Linked DNA regions of Mus musculus: region 2 is linked to region 1. Evidence: chromatin contacts called from public Micro-C data. All regions are on one chromosome and are shown on one strand. Each heading gives the region's core, a stretch centred on a gene start, on an enhancer-like site or on the middle of the called end of the contact. The rest is flanking DNA. Distances are from core to core; before and after follow the strand shown.

Evidence for each region. Hi-C and Micro-C count contacts between places; a contact is called where the count stands out from the background.
Region 2: a contact with region 1 is called in a Micro-C map of granulosa cells, with 2.3 times the contacts expected there. The contact joins the promoter of Klhl31 here to the enhancer-like site in region 1. A contact is called at or near these places in 1 of 39 promoter capture datasets (liver), 6 of 484 Hi-C or Micro-C datasets (the AML12 cell line, the HL-1 cell line, Sertoli cells and 3 more), 1 of 115 datasets of contacts at active chromatin or transcription factors (embryonic stem cells) and 1 of 9 other capture datasets (liver).

Annotation. Positions count from the first base shown.
Region 1 is chr9:77,595,874-77,601,080 of GRCm38.p6, reverse strand. No RefSeq gene overlaps it. Among named protein-coding and RNA genes, the nearest start is that of Klhl31, 38 kb to the left of the region's middle. Within about 2 kb of position 2,305, at least 7 of the 459 cell types and tissues checked have an H3K27ac peak or open chromatin away from gene starts, as enhancers often do. A contact at or near this core is called in granulosa cells, where this site is marked.
Region 2 is chr9:77,634,662-77,639,868 of GRCm38.p6, reverse strand. It overlaps Klhl31 (kelch-like 31), which reads right to left and starts at 3,137. Exons shown (of 3, transcript NM_172925.2): 1 at 3,082-3,137.

The DNA of each region.
Region 1 (5,207 bases), core at 1,056-3,555:
GGGTCTTGACCCACAGGTTGGAAACCAGTGGCCTGGCAGCAGCTTGCCAGCCTGGTGTGAAGAGTTCTTGCCAGGCTGGTCTGAAGACTTCTTCTCATGTGTCCTTCTGAACAAACAATGGAAATATTGAAATGTTTTATTCTAAGTGAGTCTGATTGTGTACAGCTTGAAATCTTCACAGGACAGACTTAATAAAACTATGACCACCAATAATAAAATAAGACTGTATCCACCAACTCCTTTGCTTCAGCTTTTGAAGACCCAAGCATTGGCCCACAGGAGGGAAGGGAGAGAAGAAGTTATTATTCTTATGGGAGAGGGGTGATATGGACGTCCAGGTTGGCCTGGGGTCACCATTATCTTAAGTTGGCCTTCTCTTCATGATCTTCTTCTGGTGTTCCTATTGAGCACACTGAAGCACACTAGCTGCAGGCCTAATAACCCTGTTGCAAAGCCCATGCTATCTCAACACCCCTCACCCAGTCCACACATCAGCATGAAAGCGTCCCAGGAGTGATCCTAGTTTGGGGATGCCAGTGGTTTCCCGATGGAACCCTTGACTGAAACATTTCCCAGCTTCCCCAGGACTTCACAGAGAGTGGGGAGGTGAGACTCCCATTCTGTTGCTGTGTTGCTCTCTTGCAATGCTCTGTGTCCAACAGTGGTTAATAGAAACACCAACAAAGGAAATGCAAGAAGAAAATTCTGCTGCTGCAAGGCTTTCCTGGAACTGACAGAGACGGAGTGTCCTACAGCCGTACTGCAAATGCTATCTGTGAGCTCCATCACCCTTAGGGTCTTGGGTTAATTCTCCTGAAAACCATTTCCTATGTCTGCCTTTCTCACAGAGCTACCATCGTGAATCAATGTTCCTTGAGACCTAGGAAGCAAGTCCCTGAGCCAGAGGGGACCATGTCTGGTCTCTATGTTATAAATCACTGTTTCAACAACCCCAGTGCGCACTGTCTTTATCTCTGTGGAAGACTGCTGTCTTAGTCACAGCTGATGCATGACTCAAAGAAAATGTTACCTTTTACTTCAATGTCTGTTTTTGTCCTGGGAAAATCCCAAGCCATTCTTCTTTGCTGGATACTTTTCTTGACACCCGTAGCTTCTGAAAGCTAGAACTGTCCAAATTGTGAGCCATCTGACTCTGTTCCCTTACTGGAACCAGGTCAGGTGCCTGAGAGGTTGGTACCACCAGCCCCGGGAGCTGTCAGGGGTACATCTCATCTCTTCCTCCACTCCTGCCTGTAGGGCTCTTATTTACTTAGCTGTCGAGCCAGAATAGAATCAGACACCATTCTATCTCAGACCCTTCTTTGAGCGGAAGTACCCAAGGCACACAATGCTGGTCAGCAAAGATGGCCTAGGTGCAGCTAGGAAGGTAGTAACTGGAAGCAGAGCCTGCAGTGGCACATTAGAGGACAGCCAAGCCAGGACAGAAGAGGGGCTGGGTTCACCTTCACGGCTAGCACCAGCAGCAAGACCCATAGTCATCACCACCACTATGACTTCCTCCAGAGAGGCACTGGAAGATCCCGAGAGGAAAATGAAGGGGGGTAGTGAAGCACTTTCTCGGGAGGCAGCAGGGGGATACTTTATAAAGCCCTAAAGGTTACCCAAGACAAACATTTCTGCAACATTGTATTCAGTTTTATTTTCAAATAATTTTCCTTGCAACAACAGCTGTCATCTACAAACTACCCCAGGTGCAGAAGGTACAGGCAAACGTTACACAGGTGGAAGGCAGATTATTATTATTTAAAAAAAAACAATTTAACAAATGTTAGGATCAACTGTAGTTGCCTGTATCCTTGTTTGGAGTTTTTGTGTCTCCTGTGAAATCTCAAAATGGAGAGTCCCATCAGCTTCTGTCAGACACATCCTGGAGATTATCTGGAGAGTTCTCAGGCACCAACCACTCTGGGGGAAAAGCCCAGAATTGCTTTCTTAGATGCACCTCCCCCTCCACGTGATCAGAAATGTAGTTAGGATGAAGAACTGCTGTGTTAGCTTCGAGGTCCCAGCATATTGGTAGATTAGGAAGATGGAGAAGCCAGCCATGTTTCAGTAAAGGTGCTGTGCTGCCTAGCCTTATAGCAATTTTGAAGGAACTCTAGCTAGCTGGAGCATGACACATATGGTTCTGGCAAACCTTGCCCTTCTCCCTCATTCCCTCTGCCTTGCTAAAAACTGTTAGATTACATTCCTAAAGCTAGCCCCCAAGGTCTATTTCCTTATTTGTCCATTTCCTCTTTCTGAGGCCGACTGTCATGGTCCAGTTATCAAAGGATTGAAGTCATCCAGCAATCCAAAGCCCTCTTTGCCCTCCTGGCAAAGGCAATCAAACACCATGTTAGTTGTGGTGTTCTTATATCAGCCAAGGCCAAAGCAGTTCTACGGTTATCCTAGCTTGATGCCTAGCTTGATGGCTAAAGCTGTTTTATGCCTAGAACTCATATGAATCAAATCAAATTCAGGCAGCACAGCCGGGGAGGAAGAAGACAGAGGTCTGTGGACTGCTGTGCCACCCACAGATCAGCACTAGGCAGGCCTTAGACTTGCCACTACATGTTATAGTTGCTTGTATTCTCATGCTAATTAGGTTTCCCCCAAACCTGTTTGTGGTGTGTCCCACATGTAAAACTGAGGGACCCCCCACCTCCAGTTGGGTTTGATTGGTAAATAAAGCTGCTCTGGGCAGAGAGACAGAGGCTAGATTTATTATTATTATTATTATTATTATTATTATTTTGGTTGTTTTCAAAACAGGGTTTCTCCGTATAGTCCTGGATGTCCTGGAACTCACTCTGTAGACCAGGCTGGCCTGGAACTCAGAAATCCATCTGCCTCTGCCTCCCAAGTGCTGGGATTAAAGGCGTGCGCCACCACTGCCTGGCTAAAGTTTTTTTGGTTTTTGTTTTGGTTTTTTGGTGTTTTTGAGGCTGGACTTTTAGGATTCCCCAGGCAAGGGACCTAGGAGGAAGAAGGAGGCATCTTCCAGTCCAGGAGAAGGAGAACCAAGACACCACACCAGAGAGAAAGAGCAGCATGGCGGACTGTAGGAGCTGGGGTAACGCAGCCCGAGAGGGCTGCATATCTGGGTCTAGGATAGCCAAGATAGAATATAGGTTTTAGTAAAGTAATAACTTGGGAATATTGGATAGAGGTAGTTTAGCCACGTGGAGGTTAGGAAGTAGCCCAGCCATTGAGCTATTTAAGGCATATACAAATATAAAGGCTGTGTAAATGTGTCTTTCATGCAGAAACCCAGAACACTGGGGCAGGAACTCAGCCGAAGTTGCTGGTAGGATAGATTTGAGTAGCATTAACTGGGTATTGCTGGGTACTGCTACACCATGTAGCACGGATGGAAGATGTCACCCCAGGCCCCGGGCTCTGCCAGCTACGTGGCCAGCCTGCAGTGGGAGTCTCCACAGTGAATGGGAATGTAGTGGTCAGATGGGAGAGAAAGAGAAGTGGAGCAGCTTGAACGTTATAAAGAGAGATAGACATCGAGACTCCAGGGTAGCCTGTTGAAAGTGGCCAGCCCTGGCACCCGGGGCAACAGTGAGGTCCCACCTCAAGCTGCCACTGAGGGCCGTGTCTGAGTCTGGGGTTCAATACCAACAAGTCCATGTTGATGTCCCATGTGACCACTAGTGAACATGAGGACGTCCCTGGTCGAGGCAGCTGCTGGGGACCATGTGGATGTCCAGGGACGTGCAGAACTAGCTCTGTGCAGTCGTTGGAAAGTGAGGGGTAGAAAGAAATGCCTTAAGAAACAAAGTGTCAAAGGCACACACGTTTGCATACTCTTTATGCTGTTCACCCAGCCCTGGGCTCCCAACAGCAGTGAGTGACTCCCAGAGGGTAAGAGCTTTGTTATGTTCAAAATGTTAGAGCAGCTGTACAAATGCCCACTACGGAAAAACTCCTTCTGGTCAAGAGAACAGAATCTTTGGCCTGGTGGAGACCTAACATTCTAGTTGGGCCAGGCAGTTACCCTGGGACAAGAGACCACCCCCAGGGAAGTAAGCTCACCTTAAGCCACGTTAAAGAGATAGGCTTGCTATTGTTCCTTTAACAGGATACTGTAATTTTCTTTTCTATGATCCCCACCCCCCAGTACAGTCCCTAGGAGCCACCATGAGCTTTGGAGGGAGAGGTACAACTTAGACAATTTCTTCCTCCCTCCTTCCCTCCCTCCCTCCTCCTCCTCTTCCTCCTCCTCTTCCCCCCCCCCCCACCTATCCTATGCATTTCCTGATACGTTGGGCGTCCATTCTCTTTCTCTAATGCTACCTACCTCTCACATCCTACCTTGTAGCTGCTTTTTCATCATGTGTCTGATTTCCATGCCAGCTTACATTGAAATCCATGCTTGAGTTCTTTTACTAATAAGACTAAGATTCCCGAGGGGGAATCCTAACCCCTGTAATCCCATGGTCAGTTCAGACTTAACCTGCTTCTTCTCGCCATAACTTACAGCGCCCCTAGTGGGGAAAATGTCCTAGGAAATTGAAGCAGCCTGCCCTGCCCCCTAGTGGCGATAGCCTAGAAGAACATCTGTAAAGACTAGCTGGGAATTATCGCGAGTTTCTCAACCTACCCTGTCATTTTACCTTTAGTTTGGTATATATATTCACACACGCACACACACATGAGAAGCTGTGTGTTTGAGAAAAGGCTTGTTGCCATTCTAATGGGGTTAAATTTTCTAATAATGTTCCACATTCTACTTGACATGAGTTCTTTTCCTGTCCTAGATTTCCCACCCCTGGTGCTAGCACACCTGGGCAAAATGGGGCTCTGTAGTTTCCAACACTGTAGTCTCTCGGAGCAAATGCTCAAATAAAATTCTATAGTAATGATCTAACAGCAAAGTAGCCTGCTATGGTCCCCGAGTTTAATCAGGCTTACTTATAGAAAGTTCTTTTAGCGTCTGCGTTTCACTGATACTGATTGGAATGGTGGTGACATTTGCATCTTATACAATTATTTCGTGATTGGCTCCTCCATACTGCCGACACACTGGAATGCTGTTGCCAGGAAAGACTGTCAAACTCAAAGATTACCCATCCCGGCAGCTTTTTGGAATTTACCTCCTGTCACCTGTAATCTGCTGATAAGACAAAGAGACATTCTGATGTCTTTTTTTTTTTTTAATTTTAGTTTTATTTTAAATTTATTTTTTACACTCC
Region 2 (5,207 bases), core at 1,888-4,387, 38 kb before region 1:
CTGTACCTGGAGGGTACCTGGGCATAATAACATTTAATAGTAGCTGACAATGGTGCCACTGTCTCCTTTCCTCCATGCCCCATCCCTCAAGAAGAGTTCTCCCTGGAACGAGGGAGAATGGTAAGGATGGATACCACACCGTTCCACAGGCCCTTCCTCTCTGCCCACACGGCTGTGTCCTAGCAATTTTCACAGTGAGGTATAATTATGGTATAATATAGTCTATACCTGATTAACAGCTGGGCAGGCTTATGCAAATAATCACATTGTCCATCATCTTTTATACTTGCCAAATTTAAGTACATTAATAATTCAAAATATAAACCACCAAGTATGTATCTATATGTGTTTAAATGTAAATAGATACCTCCATCTCTCTAAGTAGTAGTCTATACCTATGATATAGTCAATACATAGGGCTTATTGTATGTTAGCGTCTTGGGTATCTACTTTATATAATTTGATTTTCTAAGCTTAAATGACACAGAAGTCTTAAAATAAAAATCTTGTACTATGTTTATTTTACAAATGGAGAAATCAAAATTTAGAGAGTTAAAACTTTTTTCTATAATCACGCAAGTCATATGCCATGTGTGTTGGAACAAAATTGAAACCCACACAACACCCAGCCTCTATTTTGCTTCTCTTTAATCCAAGATCAGTTAAAGCCCATAGAAGAGGAAAAACTAGCTTTTTCCATTGTGAGAAAATTGAGACAGAGTGAGGAAGACCCATGGCTTATAAAATCAAATTGTACACATGGAGACTGTGAAATAGTTCTTTCCAGCCCCAGTTGTCAAAGTGTTTTTGAGTGAGAAGTAAAGTTTTTGAGGAAGCGTAAATCCTGTGGGGTTTCCCTGTTTAAGGTGTTAAGGATACAAAACTCCAGGAGGTTGGGCTAGTCAAAAATATAAGTGCCGAGAGGGGAGGCTTTTATGAGTTAATTTGGTGATTAGATGACTAAGTACTTCTTTGTAGGGGTCAGATTGAACATGAAATTACCACTTTTTTCTTAAAAATAAATATCATCAATGTCATACATTCAACACAAGTAGGAGCTGTGCTTCGGTTTATTTACAGACATTGAGACGCTAAACACAAAATTAGCTACAATTTGATTCTCTGAATCCAAGATGCAGCATCAAAAAAAAAAAAGAGAGAGAGATTTTGGTTTTGTTGAAAAGAATTTTTTTTTTGAGACTGAGCCTCTCTATATAGATCAGGTTGGCCTCAAAAAGCACAAAGATCCAGCTGTCTCTCCTGAGTGCTGGGATTAAAGACATGTGCCATTTGGGCCCAGCAAAGTTTTAACAAGAGGTGTTTCTTTGATTTCTTTGTCTTTTATGTTTGTAAGGGAGTTAGAAATTGAGCTTATAACCCCCCCCCAACTATGGCCTGTGGAAAAGGAATCTTAAAGCCTCAAATTTCTTTGCTTATCACAGAACTGGAAGTGAATTTTGGTATCAATTCTGCTCTAACCCTTTGCAAAGCTTGAATGAAATACGCCATATAGGGCTTTAGTTTAACCTTTGACGGGTTGGAGCTATGTTCCCACTAATTCTATAACCTCACTGGCATCTTTTGCCAGCGGTGCTGGGATCTTGTCTGGGACTACTTCCTCTCAAACAGCTGTTTGAATCCCCTGCATCAACTCTTTCTCAGATAGAGATGAGTCCGACAAGATTTACATGGGATCTACTCAACTAGTTCTAAGTTACCACCCAGCAAATAAAATATAAGAGGTGCACTTGGAATTTCAGATAAACCGGGATGCGTATACACTAGAAATACTTGTCCTAACAGCTGGTTTGTATTGGCAGTTTATGAGGAGGTTAAGTTGAATGGGGTTCTCTGCATTTTTCTCTGCAGCGCCACCCTGGGTTTGTTTCTAGATGGGTTATGAGCTCCGAGGACTATTCCGAAGCCCACAGCCCACATGTCTTCATGGTCCTTTGCTGTAAAGTGGCTCAAAGATTTTTGTTTGTTTGTTTTCTCTTTTAAGTTCCTGGAAAAAAAAATACACAATCCAAAAATACATCTAGAACCACTGGGCTGATGTTGCCAAGAACTGAAAACCTAACTGTGCCCTCACCGGGAAGTGGGCAAGTCTGTGTCAAAGTACTGACTTTACATAAAATCATTCCTCTCCTCAAAGAAACCTGGTTTCTGGGCAAAGCCTGCAGACAGTGGTCACTTGTGTGAGAGCGCTCTTCCCACTGCCCACCACCCTGAGTGCGCACGTGTGCTGAAGCATCACTGTCATGGCCCAGGACTGGGATCCCACAGGACTACTGGCTAAGGGTGAGAATCAGCTGTGCCCGCTCCCTGTCCCTGATGCATTCCAAGGGCTGCATCTGTTGGGGCCCGTCAGCTCTGCCTCCCGGAATAGAAACAGACACGACCCAAGCTGCCCATTTTTAGTTAAGTCCGCCGAAACAGGGATTCCACTTTGTCGCTTTGTCATCAAAATGATTTTTTTTTAAATGTGAAACATAAATCAAGATAACCATATGTGCACATTTAGTACAAAAATCTATATTTATTTTCTGTCAACTAACAAATGTAGGGTATTTGCGGGGGTAGGGGCTCAATTTTGTCGAGAAGTTATATTTTGGGGAGTCAGAGGGTTCATTTGAGTTTTGTATTATTAATTCAGCTAAAACTAGTAAAATTGTGTCTTTCCTAAGCAGTTGTGTTGACCAAACCACATGTTTAAGTGGTTGCTAATGAAATTAAAAATGGAATTCTAAATCTCCTGAGCAAGCCCTAAGAATTTTCTTTGTTCTTCTTCTCTATAAAATAGTGGAAGAAAAACGTATACTATTTAGAGATTTAAAACAATCATTACAAAGCTCATGTAATTTTACTTTTATAGCGTATCACTCATACATATCAGTTACTGTGTCTGTTTCCTTGGTTACAACATTTCTCAAATTCCAGGACAAAGTTTTCTGTCTCCCAACTTCAGATCAAGGGACATGACCTGTAGCACCCAGCTGGAGATACCCTGTAGGAAAATAGCTCTACTGCCACCAACACTCAGACACCCCCACTGTCTCCCACCCACACAGCCATACACACCCTAGGATCCAGTCGGCACGAGTTGGTAGTTGCGGTCCCAGCTTCTCTCTCCCGGTGGTGTGAAGTGAGAGCCCGCTGGTAATGGGGAAGGTTTAACAGCAGACTCCTTTGGGGAGGTGATCTGTGGAGAGAAAGGGAGGGTGGGAGAAGGGAAACCCAGTGAGGAGTCACCAGCAGCCGCCTGACAAACCCTAGTGGCAGTAATTTTTAGAATCACCCCTTGCCATCTCACTGGAGCAAACAGGCTGAGCCTGCGTGCTGGCCTGGAGCAGCCTGAGCCCTCCTCTCCCTCTTTGGTCTTCAGCTCGAGGGCAACGCTGGGGAAGAGGGCGGTGCCCTGGTTGGTGGAGAGGGGTTGGGTTTCTTGACCTGGCCAGGTTGTTTTGTTCATTTGTTTTTAAGTCATGGACTCAATGGATGCGAGGAAAGAAAATTAGCTAAACGGATGTTCAATTGCAATTGATGGAATTGAAGCCGGGACTTGAGAATTGTTGTAAGAAGAGAGTTGTGGACAAAAGTTAGTTTCTAGGAAGGTAAATAGCCGTCACCTCAGGTCCTGTGAGGAGACTGGTTATAAATAGACTGTTCTGTAGAGGAGGAGACATGTTTACCAGGACAGGAGATATTCTGCTACACTTCAGTATGGAGTTGACATTTCATAGTTTAACAAAGCCAGGCTTGTGACCAGCCCTCCATCGGCCATTGATTCACAGGAGGGTCTGTGATAAACACACTTGTGCAGAAGCATGCTGGGAAATGCCTACTCTGGGAACATTTCAGGCAAGAAAAGCAATTCAAATGATTGTAATTGACAGAGGGCTTTTATAGGCACCTGGAGTACGAAATGACTTTCTAAAGGTCAGTGTGGTATCATCTTCAGTAACGGGCAGATAGATCATTGAAAAGAAACTTCCTAATAACCCGCATCAGTCCGATGCTGTCCGTGGCCTACTGAGAAACCTTTCTGCATTCTTTTTTATTTTTTTTATTTTTTTTATTTAAGTACACTGTAGCTGTCTTTAGACACACCAGAAGAGGGCGTCAGATCTCATTATGGATGGTTGTAAGCCACCATGTGGTTGTGGGATTTGAACTCAGGACCTTCAGAAGAGCAGTCAGTGCTCTTACCCGCTGAGCCATCCTACCAGCCCCCTTTCTTCATTCTTAAATGCTACAACTGTGAAGAGTCCTGGATACTGAGGACAAGAGAGAAAAATCTCGAAGAGAGAATTTAAAGATGTGGAGAGGCTCCCAGAAGCCAGACTTTTGGGACCATTGTGTAGCAAGAAAATATAATTAAAATGTATGTAGCCCAGGGTTAACAATGGAGGAGCTAGAGAAAGGATCCAAGGAGCTGAAGGGGTTTGCAGCCCCATAGAAGGAACAACAATATCAACTAACCAGTACCCCCAGAGTTCCCAGGGACTAAACCACTAACCAAAGAGTATACATTGGAGGAAACCATGGCTCCAGCTGCATATGTAGCAGAGGATGGCCTTGTGGGACATCAATGAGAGGAGAGGCCCTTGGTCTTGTGAAGGCTCGATGCCCCAGTGTAGGAGAATGCCAGGGCCAGGAAGCAGGAGTGGGTGGGCTGGGGAGCAGGGGAAGAGGGGATGGGATAGGGTGTTAGAAGGGGAAATGAGGAAAGGAGATAAAATTTAAAATGTAAATAAAGAGAATATCTAATAATAAAAAATGTATGTAACCTAATATGTTAAAAATAAGCTCAAATGAGTAATCAACAGAAAACCGATGAGAAAAATAAGAAAAACTGGAAACAACTGTGTTCTAATGACAAAATGGCACCTTGGTAAGATCCAACAGAGGAGTGGAAGTTAGAGAAGCTGTAAGACAGGTATGATGTAGAAAGGGCTCCTGTCCTCCCTCCCCATTTCTTCGTTTCCCTCTTCCCTTCTTTCTCTTTTTCTCCTTCCTTCTTTCTCTCCTTCTCCCTTTCTCCTTCTTTCTTTCTCCAAGACCAGGCCTTACTATGTAACTCAAAGCTAACATGGAACTCACTATGTAGCCCAGGATACCCATGATCTTAGATGTTTGGCTTCCACTCATGGATCCTTAGCACAGAAGGTGGGAGAAGCAAACTCAGGCGGTTTATTTAATAGTTC